2 separate regions of the Mus musculus genome follow, and region 2 is linked to region 1. The links are chromatin contacts, called in public HiChIP or PLAC-seq maps. All regions are on one chromosome and are shown on one strand. The core of a region is the stretch at or near the end of the contact, and the rest is flanking DNA. Distances in the headings are between cores, read along the strand shown. Region 1 overlaps Gramd1b (GRAM domain containing 1B). Region 2 has its middle 51 kb from the start of Gm39319.

What was found. HiChIP or PLAC-seq counts read pairs in DNA pulled down with a chosen protein or histone mark.
Region 2: a contact with region 1 is called in an H3K27ac HiChIP or PLAC-seq map of embryonic stem cells, with 5 read pairs. The contact joins two enhancer-like sites. A contact is called at or near these places in 3 of 484 Hi-C or Micro-C datasets (the 63-12 cell line, the HPC-7 cell line and bone marrow-derived macrophages), 5 of 115 datasets of contacts at active chromatin or transcription factors (bone marrow-derived macrophages, embryonic stem cells, forebrain and 1 more) and 1 of 9 other capture datasets (liver).

Annotation. Positions count from the first base shown.
Region 1 is chr9:40,395,528-40,399,680 of GRCm38.p6, forward strand. All of the region lies in intron 2 of Gramd1b (GRAM domain containing 1B), which reads right to left. Among named protein-coding and RNA genes, the nearest start is that of Gm51668, 19 kb to the right of the region's middle. Within about 2 kb of position 1,749, at least 137 of the 459 cell types and tissues checked have an H3K27ac peak or open chromatin away from gene starts, as enhancers often do. A contact at or near this core is called in bone marrow-derived macrophages, embryonic stem cells and forebrain, where this site is marked.
Region 2 is chr9:40,613,762-40,617,914 of GRCm38.p6, forward strand. No RefSeq gene overlaps it. Among named protein-coding and RNA genes, the nearest start is that of Gm39319, 51 kb to the right of the region's middle. Within about 2 kb of position 2,265, at least 63 of the 459 cell types and tissues checked have an H3K27ac peak or open chromatin away from gene starts, as enhancers often do. A contact at or near this core is called in bone marrow-derived macrophages, embryonic stem cells and forebrain, where this site is marked.

The sequences.
Region 1 (4,153 bases), core at 499-2,998:
TGTCAGATTTAGAGATATTTACATAGGTTTTCTCAGATGAACCGTTCTAATTCAAAATATTTTAAATGCTCCAAAATCCTCAACCAGTAATAGAATTTAGGTCGAGGAATAATAACAACAAATAATAATAACAAAACAAATTCTAATTTAATGCCAAGGAGATTGATTCATGCCTTTAATCCCAGTATTTAAGAGGCTGAGGCGATAGATAGATAGATAGATAGATAGATAGATAGATAGATAGATAGATAGATAGACAGATAGCTCACTCAGCAGGTAAAGGTTCTATCACATCTATTTCTGTAACTCTGATGAATTTTTTAATAAGTCCCATTCTATGATCATGGTTGAATCTACTGGGGGCGAGGGGGTAGGAAGAGGAGAGACCTTTCTCCTACTCAATGAGGGTACCCCCACTAGACTCCTTTACAAATCCAAGAGCATGGGGACTGTGCCACACCACAGATATCGCACTGTCCTCTTTACTCAGAAGCCTGACAAGTTCCCTCTGACTATCGTGTGGCCTTCAATCCTCTCTCTGTGCCTGGGCTGACAATCAAATGTGCAGACAGAAGGCAGAAAGCTGGTGCCTACCAAAGAGGACATTCTATTTCATCAAAATCGCACAGAGACCAATTCCTTGATAACTGGAGTCTGCCTAGTCTCTCCGATGACTCAATCCATCTACCTACTCAGTTCTTAAGGAACTATCACCAGGTAAGGAAGGTGGTATACACCTGTAATCCCTTGTGTACTCACAAGGCAGAGACAGGAGCAACTGCACACACTTTGAGCCTCGCTGATCTACATAGTGAGTTCCAGGCTAACTGGGGCTACTTGGCAAGCTCTGACTCAATAGATCAAACAACCAAAACCTGGCACACATCCCTGGAAGGTGAACTTGTGTCAGCAGTGTTGAGAGAGCATCAACAGAAGCCTAAGGCAGTTCAGGCCTTGAACCCACCAGCCTCAGACATAATGTAATTTGGTACAGAACAGACAACCTGCAATGGTTGGGGAGGTATATATTTCAGAGTACAAAGAATATTCTGAGAAAAAAAAAGAAACAAAAAAAACTATATATATATATATATATATATATAGGTCTTTTTTTTTTCAAGACAGAGTTCTCTGTATAGCCCTGGCTGTCCTAGAACTCACTTTGTAGCCCTGGCTGGCCTCGATCTCAGAAATCTGCCTGCCTCTGCCTCCCAAGTGCTAGGATTAAAAGCATGCACCACCACCGCCAGGCCAGAAAATGATATTTAAAAGGGTAGAAACAGCTGCTGCAGGGGCCATTGGATTCATACCTCTTCTACTTAGCAAAAAGGACGTGAGAGATTCCTTATGAAATAACCCTCCAGCCTATACGCTTGCTTTTGAAACTAGAGACCTGAGGCTCCCTGTTCTCCAACCCATTTCACTTCGCCTAATAAGTTAGCGAAGGGGCAAGAGAGAAACACTCCTTTACAATATTCTCTGTCTGGGGCAATTATTCATACTAATCACTCTACCTTAGGTAGCTGCTTAATCACTGCACTTAAGCACCAAGTTAAGGAGAGGAAGTGATAAAGACCCAGAAGGCTTTGAGAAGGTCAGGTTTTGACAGCCGAGTGGAAGGTGATGTGAGAAATCCAGTCTCCAACTCCCTGAGCACAGATCTGAGGCAGAACACTGCACCTGCTTCTGCTAGAAGAGCCTTCATGGCAGCAGCAGCAGCAGCAGCCGCTTGGGAGGTTGGACTACAAGGAAGCCAGTGTGGTTGTTTCAAACCCTGGTCAGAGAAACTTCCCCAGCACTGCATTCTGGGAGTTGTAGTTCTGAGCAGCAGGCATTTGGCAGCCATGTTTGCACTGCTTTCAGAGTATACAACTGCATTTTGATTTCTGTACCAAGATTATAAATCTACAATCAGATGTCTTTTCTAAAAAGGTCAAATCCCTTCTCTCTAGCTTCTGGGTGCTGTGGGAAACTGAAAAGAAGGCAATGAGACTGGGAAAGACTCACAGAACTGTAAGGAACTTGAAAAAATGAGGAGTCTTAGCTCTCTAGTAGACTCTCTGGTTATAAAAGATGGGTTCTTTGGAAGGACAAACAGGAAGAGAGCAAGGGCAGCAGGCGTTCCCTTGCAAGTGTATATCTGCATGAGTGACTTTCTCATCCTTTGCTTGTTAGCCATCAACCTTCAGCAAAGCACTGAGCATAAGGAAAGGCTGAGACTTAAATTCTAACTCAACCATTCACCTCTGTGTAACATTGGGTAAATTGCTTGGCCTGACTGTGTCCCCATTTCCTTATCTATAAGTCAGGGATGTTACAAAACTAAAGCATTTGTAAAGCCAGAAAACACTGTAAAGGGCTTGGATTCGTGTCTGGCAAAGAAATACTAAGTCAGAGTTTGTGTCTGTGTTCATTTGTTATTCAATGGTAGTCTTCCCCTTTGCCAAGCAACCCCTCACCCCAGGGTGTACATTCCAAGTCTCTCCCAGAATTCACCATAAGGGCAGGTACGCAGCAGGGAAACCCAGAGCTGTTGATGAGGCTAAACAGAGACATGAAAGCAGTGCAGCAAACAAAAGAGTCAATAGAATAAGACTAGGAGAAAGAATGTGTACCAAGGATGCTACCGGGGAACATCAATGACGCTAGACACTAAGAGAAAGCTGGACCTGGGCTCAAACAGAAGGCCACACACGGCACGGGTCTATATTCCCATCACTCAGAAGGCCGAGATGGAATGGCGTGAGTTCAAGGCCAGCCAGGAGTGTGGAGGTGGAGGCAGAAGGATAAGATATTAAAAGACATCCTTGGCTACATAGTGAGTCAGAAGCCAGCCTGGGCTACATGAGACGACACCCCCCCCCAAAAAAAAAAACCCTAACACCGTAATCTACAAGGCAATCAGAAACGTGGACCCGGTTGAGCATGAAGGGAAAAGGAGAGCAAGTGACTAAAGGCAGGGTGGGAATGACCACGGGAGGATAAGATGGAGCACCAGAGAGCTGGGGACAGAGAGATGCTGTCTTGGGAAAAGCCAGAGATGTGAGAACCACCCCTGCACAGGTCAGGTTCAAATCAGACTTGCAAAAGTGAGCTGCTCTCTGGAGAAGTGGGGGCTTAGAGTGGAAGAAGTTTAGATGAGGAAGGAACAAGGGTAGTAGGAAGGGGCACAGTAGGAGATAAGATAAAATGATTGGTTTTAGGACACCCCCTGCCCGCCATCTTCCTGTTTGCTGTAAATGGTTAGTGGTTCCTGGGCTATGTACCAGGCAGATATTAAGAAAACAGAAGCTGTATGCCTAGGCTAGCTAGGCACAGTTCTATTAAATTAATTCATGTTTAGAACAGGGTCACTGGAGGCTGAGATGTTCTGTTCCTCTGATGTTTAGAGGTCTATGACAACTCGCATCAGAAGCTGTTGTGAAACGCATTAACTGGAACACTCCTGAGCCTGGGCAGGCATTCATGAAGTTAAGATCGCAGCCTAGGGACCTGCATATTAATCAAGCTCTTCTTCGCAGTCTCAGACACATACAGGGCCAAGAACCACAGCCTTGGCGATACAACAGAACACTCGCTATCCAGAGGGTGTGGACACTAACCCACTCATGTACAGGAAGGGTTACAGCTTAGATTTGTAAGTATATTCTTATTTTGTACTTAAAATCTCTCCATCACCATACAAACGACACACTGCGATTTTAGTACAGAAGGGCACAGCCACCATGCATTGGTAACACATATCAAATATGGCTTTGCAACCATGCTGATGTGATCTCCCCGGCCCCACCCCACCTCCCCACCCCCACCCCACTCCCAATACAATAACTGCAGTGCTTAGACAGGGTAAGCTGCAGAGAGCTGCTCTGAGCTTCCACTGTAAATCAGTAACTGAGAAGAGGAGTCTGTCCTTCAATTCCCCATCTCAGCCTTGGAGACCAAAGCAGAGTAGGACCAGCCTGATGTTGGAGTCTCTGTCATGAGTCCAAGTTGTTTCCCACCTACACTCCTTCTTTATTGTAACTGGTAGGAGGATGAGACTTCTCCTAGCAGGAAGTAGAAAAGCTGGGGAATGAAACTTACCATCTATCCTGCCAGTTGTCCAAAGCTAGATCCCAATTATGGTGTCAGCAGAGAGAGGGTACTTTGTGCT
Region 2 (4,153 bases), core at 1,015-3,514, 220 kb after region 1:
AGATTTAGTGGAAAAGCGGGAACAAGAGATGTACAGGAAACTACCAGAACTTGAAGTTATCAGGCTAGCGGGATGTCTCAGCAGAAAGACCCTAACCACCAGGCCCAGTGACCTGAGCTCAGTTCTCATGCCCCACGCAGTGGGAGGCAAAAACCCACTCCTGTAATCCATCCTCTGGCCTCTACGTGTATCCTGTGACACACACACATGCGCTCACACACAAGCTTGCACATACACATTGTCACAAATAAATGTATTGAAAGTTTTTAAACCACTTGCCTGCTTTCAAAGGGCAAAACGCTTCCAAATATGTAATGAGTGGTCTTGCCTGGTTGCTCACATAAAAATACAGAAGCAAAAGGGAAACGGGGCCTGAGCCTTAAGAGGCTGGGTGTGCAGAGGGCAGAGCCATAGCTTCCTGAGAACTACAGTGTGCGCATGCACAGCAGGTGCATCTTGCAGCAGAGGCACCTGGCAGCTGGTGCAGGGAGTGTGGGAGATACCCAAATGACCTGCTGCTGCTACTTAAAGAACTGCTGTTGCATCAACAGGGACAGAAATAGCAGGCAACAAGAATGCGAAGATTCTTAACTCCCTCCTCTTGGCTTCCCGTCCTCCTTTGGTGTCCCTGTAACAAAGGAGAAATGAGACCCAGGTTCAGTATCACAAGGCACATCGTAGAATGGTTTATGTGGCAAAGAAAGACAGCAGCTGTTTAGCTAGGGTTTTTCTTTCATTCACAGAGCCTCATAAAAGTAGCTTACCATGATCAGGAAATCCAGACACACACACTCCAGGCGTTAAGCGTAAAGTTTGATTGACGTGCCTTTCTATAGGTCCCCAGATTATAAGAATCAGTATCTGTAAAGATACTGATACGACTTTTATAAATATCAGGAGAGGAGTGTGTATAACATTACTCTTGTTTTATAGCAAGAGTAACTACTCTCAGCTTATATAAACCCAAATTGACTCATATTTCCTGTGTATTAAGAAGTCTTATATCACCAGATGCTGAACTAAAATGAAAACACATGTGATTAGTTAGAGCCACCTAGGAGACAAACCTCTGTGAGTGTCTATCAGGGAGTGTCAAGATGGGTTAATTGATGTAGAAAGTCTAACTAACTGTAGGCAGCACCACTCCACAGGCCAGGACCCCAGGCAGGGAGTGTCAAGATGGGTTAATTGGTGTAGAAAGCCCACCGTCAGTGTGAGCGGCACCACTCCACAGGCCAGGACGCCAGGCTGCAGATAAAGGAAAAGAGTGAGCCGAGCTGCTGCAGCCTTCAGCATGCTGTTTCCAAGCTTCAGATGCAACAGGCCTCGAACCCCTATCACCAGGACTCCCCCACCATGATGGGTTATACCCTCCCTGCTTTAAATTTCTTTGTTGGTATTTTATCATCACAGTGAGCGAGGAAACATACTACTCTGGCCGGCATATATGTGGAGCTTTATACAGTTAATATTGCTGTTATTGGACTGGGGAGATGGCCCAGTAGGTAAGAGCACTTGCTCTGCAAACATGAGGACCTGAATTCAAATCCCCAGCACCCTGGGCAAGGCAACACATGCTTGTAAACTTAGCATTAAGGGGCAAAGATAGAAAGATTGTAAGAGCTGGCCGGCCAGCCAGACTAAGCAAAATAGTGAGCTTCAGGTTCAGGGACAGACCCTGATTCAACTCAATAAGGCCAAGAGTTATAGAAGAAGACCCCTTATGTCCGGCTCTGGCCCCAAATGCACAGGCTTGAGCATGCATACCCAGACACCATGTGCACGCACCATTCATACATACTACAGACATATACAAATACATGTTATCGGCATTTTTTCTAGTTTCCTGACTTGAACATGAACATCACTGTTGGGAGGTGCTTTGGTTTGGATACACTCTGAGCACGTCTTTCAGTAATATTCAAAAACGGTAGTCTTTCAGGGTCTGGTGATTTCTATGGCCATTCCCTTCCAAAAATCAGTCTCCTTTATCAACCAAGCCCAGTAATGCCAAGATACACCAGAGCCTTGACAGTCGGTGTCACCCTTTTCACTCCTAATTGCGGTGACCAATCATTTTTCCAACTGTACACGTAACAGATCCAGGGTTAAAACCAGGGCAAACCCCACTTCAGATCCTGCTCTGGCTCCCTTGTCCCTCTGTTACGACAACCCCATTTGGTGTGTATTGTAGCAGGAGGAGTCTGTCTCCTTGCTCACACATTCTAGTCTTTCTCTGAGTGAGGAAGTATAGCTAACCAACTGCGTGTTCTCTGCACTTAGTCAGTCACGGCACACTGCAGATGTTCCCCCATCGTTCAGGAGCAGTGCTGAGGAATTATTTCTGAGCAGCCTCTGCCAGGCATGTGGCTGAGAGACACCTGGAGAGAGAAAATAAAATCCATTGACAGAGTGAGTGTTCTGGGGAACGACTGGACTTTCTCATTTTCCTTCTGGGCTGTGGTGTCAACTGAGGACGCTGTCGTGGGAAGATGTGGAAGAAGGGTACGGATGGGTTCCTCAGGAATCAGGGGTCGGAAAGGAGCAGGAGAGCCAGCATTCTTGAGCTATACTAAAATGATCGAAGGTTCCAAACTCACCATCTCAGGTACTTAAATTTTTGCATCAATTTGAAGTAAACGACTGCGCCATACACCTTCTATCACACAAGTAGCTCCAGTGCCTTTGTTTTAAAAAACAAAAAACAAAACAGAACAGAAACACCAGTTTGGGTAGCTAAGAAAGGCGGAGCCCCAGAGCCCAACCCTTAGAAATATGAAGAACCTGCTGGAGCCCACCATGGCCACTAGGTGGCACTAGTACAGAGCTAATTCAGAGGCCAGGTCTCTGCAACCATCCTCCTAAAACCCTCTCCTTTATCAACTTAGGTCAGTAATACGGAGATACACTGGAAACCGGAGCTTGAATCCGGCTGCTCTTATAATCCCATAGCGAGCCTTTTATGTGATTGCTGCATTTATCATTAATAGCGCATTTGCTCTGCATCAGGAGCCTGAATTAGCAGAGGTTTAATAACGGGAAGCAGCCTAATGTTTACACTAAGCTAAGCAAGGTCACCCGGGTATTCAGAGAAATGACCCGAACAGTCTCCCAGCAGGATTAATGTAAATGAAGCATTTCTTTGATTAGCTTTGTTCAGCTGCCCTCCCCTCCCCCGCTTTTAAAATGACCGGTTTCAGAGGATCACAGTTTAATTACATAATCATATAAAATAATATTTAATAAAGCACAGAGCAAACAAGCATAATGAGCAACATTTTCTGGCTATTACCAGCAACTGGAGGCAGCCAGATACAGGCTTAATTCTTTAATCTTGCAGATCCGCTGTTAGGGAAGGATCTGAAACACAATCCACGGGATGGTGAGGGTTAAATGGTGTGTGGACCACAGTGCATAGAACGTGTGCAACAAAAGAAAGCCCCTTTCCTCCTCACCAGTGACAGGGCTTCGCATCAATAATTAAAATGGATGTCTGCACGGCTCCTGTACAAACTACGGCCGGAGAACTTTATTCCTTTGAAATCACTTCACATCCACCCGTCCTTTTCACCTTGCAAGCCTCAGAACATAGCTACTGCTACCGAGGAGATGGGATGGGGAGGGGAATATTTAAAACACATTTTAAGGATAAATGCAGACGTCTACATCTTGAGCTGGCTTGGCCCACGTGGCTCACTTTCCTCAAGATTTGCACATTCAGTTGCCAGCGTTCTTCCTGCTGTGGCTTCATTACCTCCACCCCGGGGGCGGGAGGCTGGGGGCAGGAGGCTGGGGGCGGGAGGGGGGGTGATGGGTGTACAGACGGACGGGGACAGAGGACCGGACTGGAATGTGGGTTGTGTCTGGTTTCAAGTGGGCAGAAACGGAAGGGCGGGATGTGGTTTTGAAATTCAGGAAACCTCTCTCTAGCTCTCCAGGAGGTCAGGATAAATCTTGAGTAATTCATAGTCAGAAATTCAGGTGAGGGAAGGCTTGCCTAGGATGGAGTTTGGCATAAAGGAAAGCAGTTGGCCCGGAATCCGCAGACACAGAAGCTGCATGGCTCCGCTATTGTCGTAAAAGGATGTGTCTGGGTTTTGTTCCAGGTTTCTGGGAGGAAGCTTGTAAAACCCTTGATTTCCCAAGTTCTAGG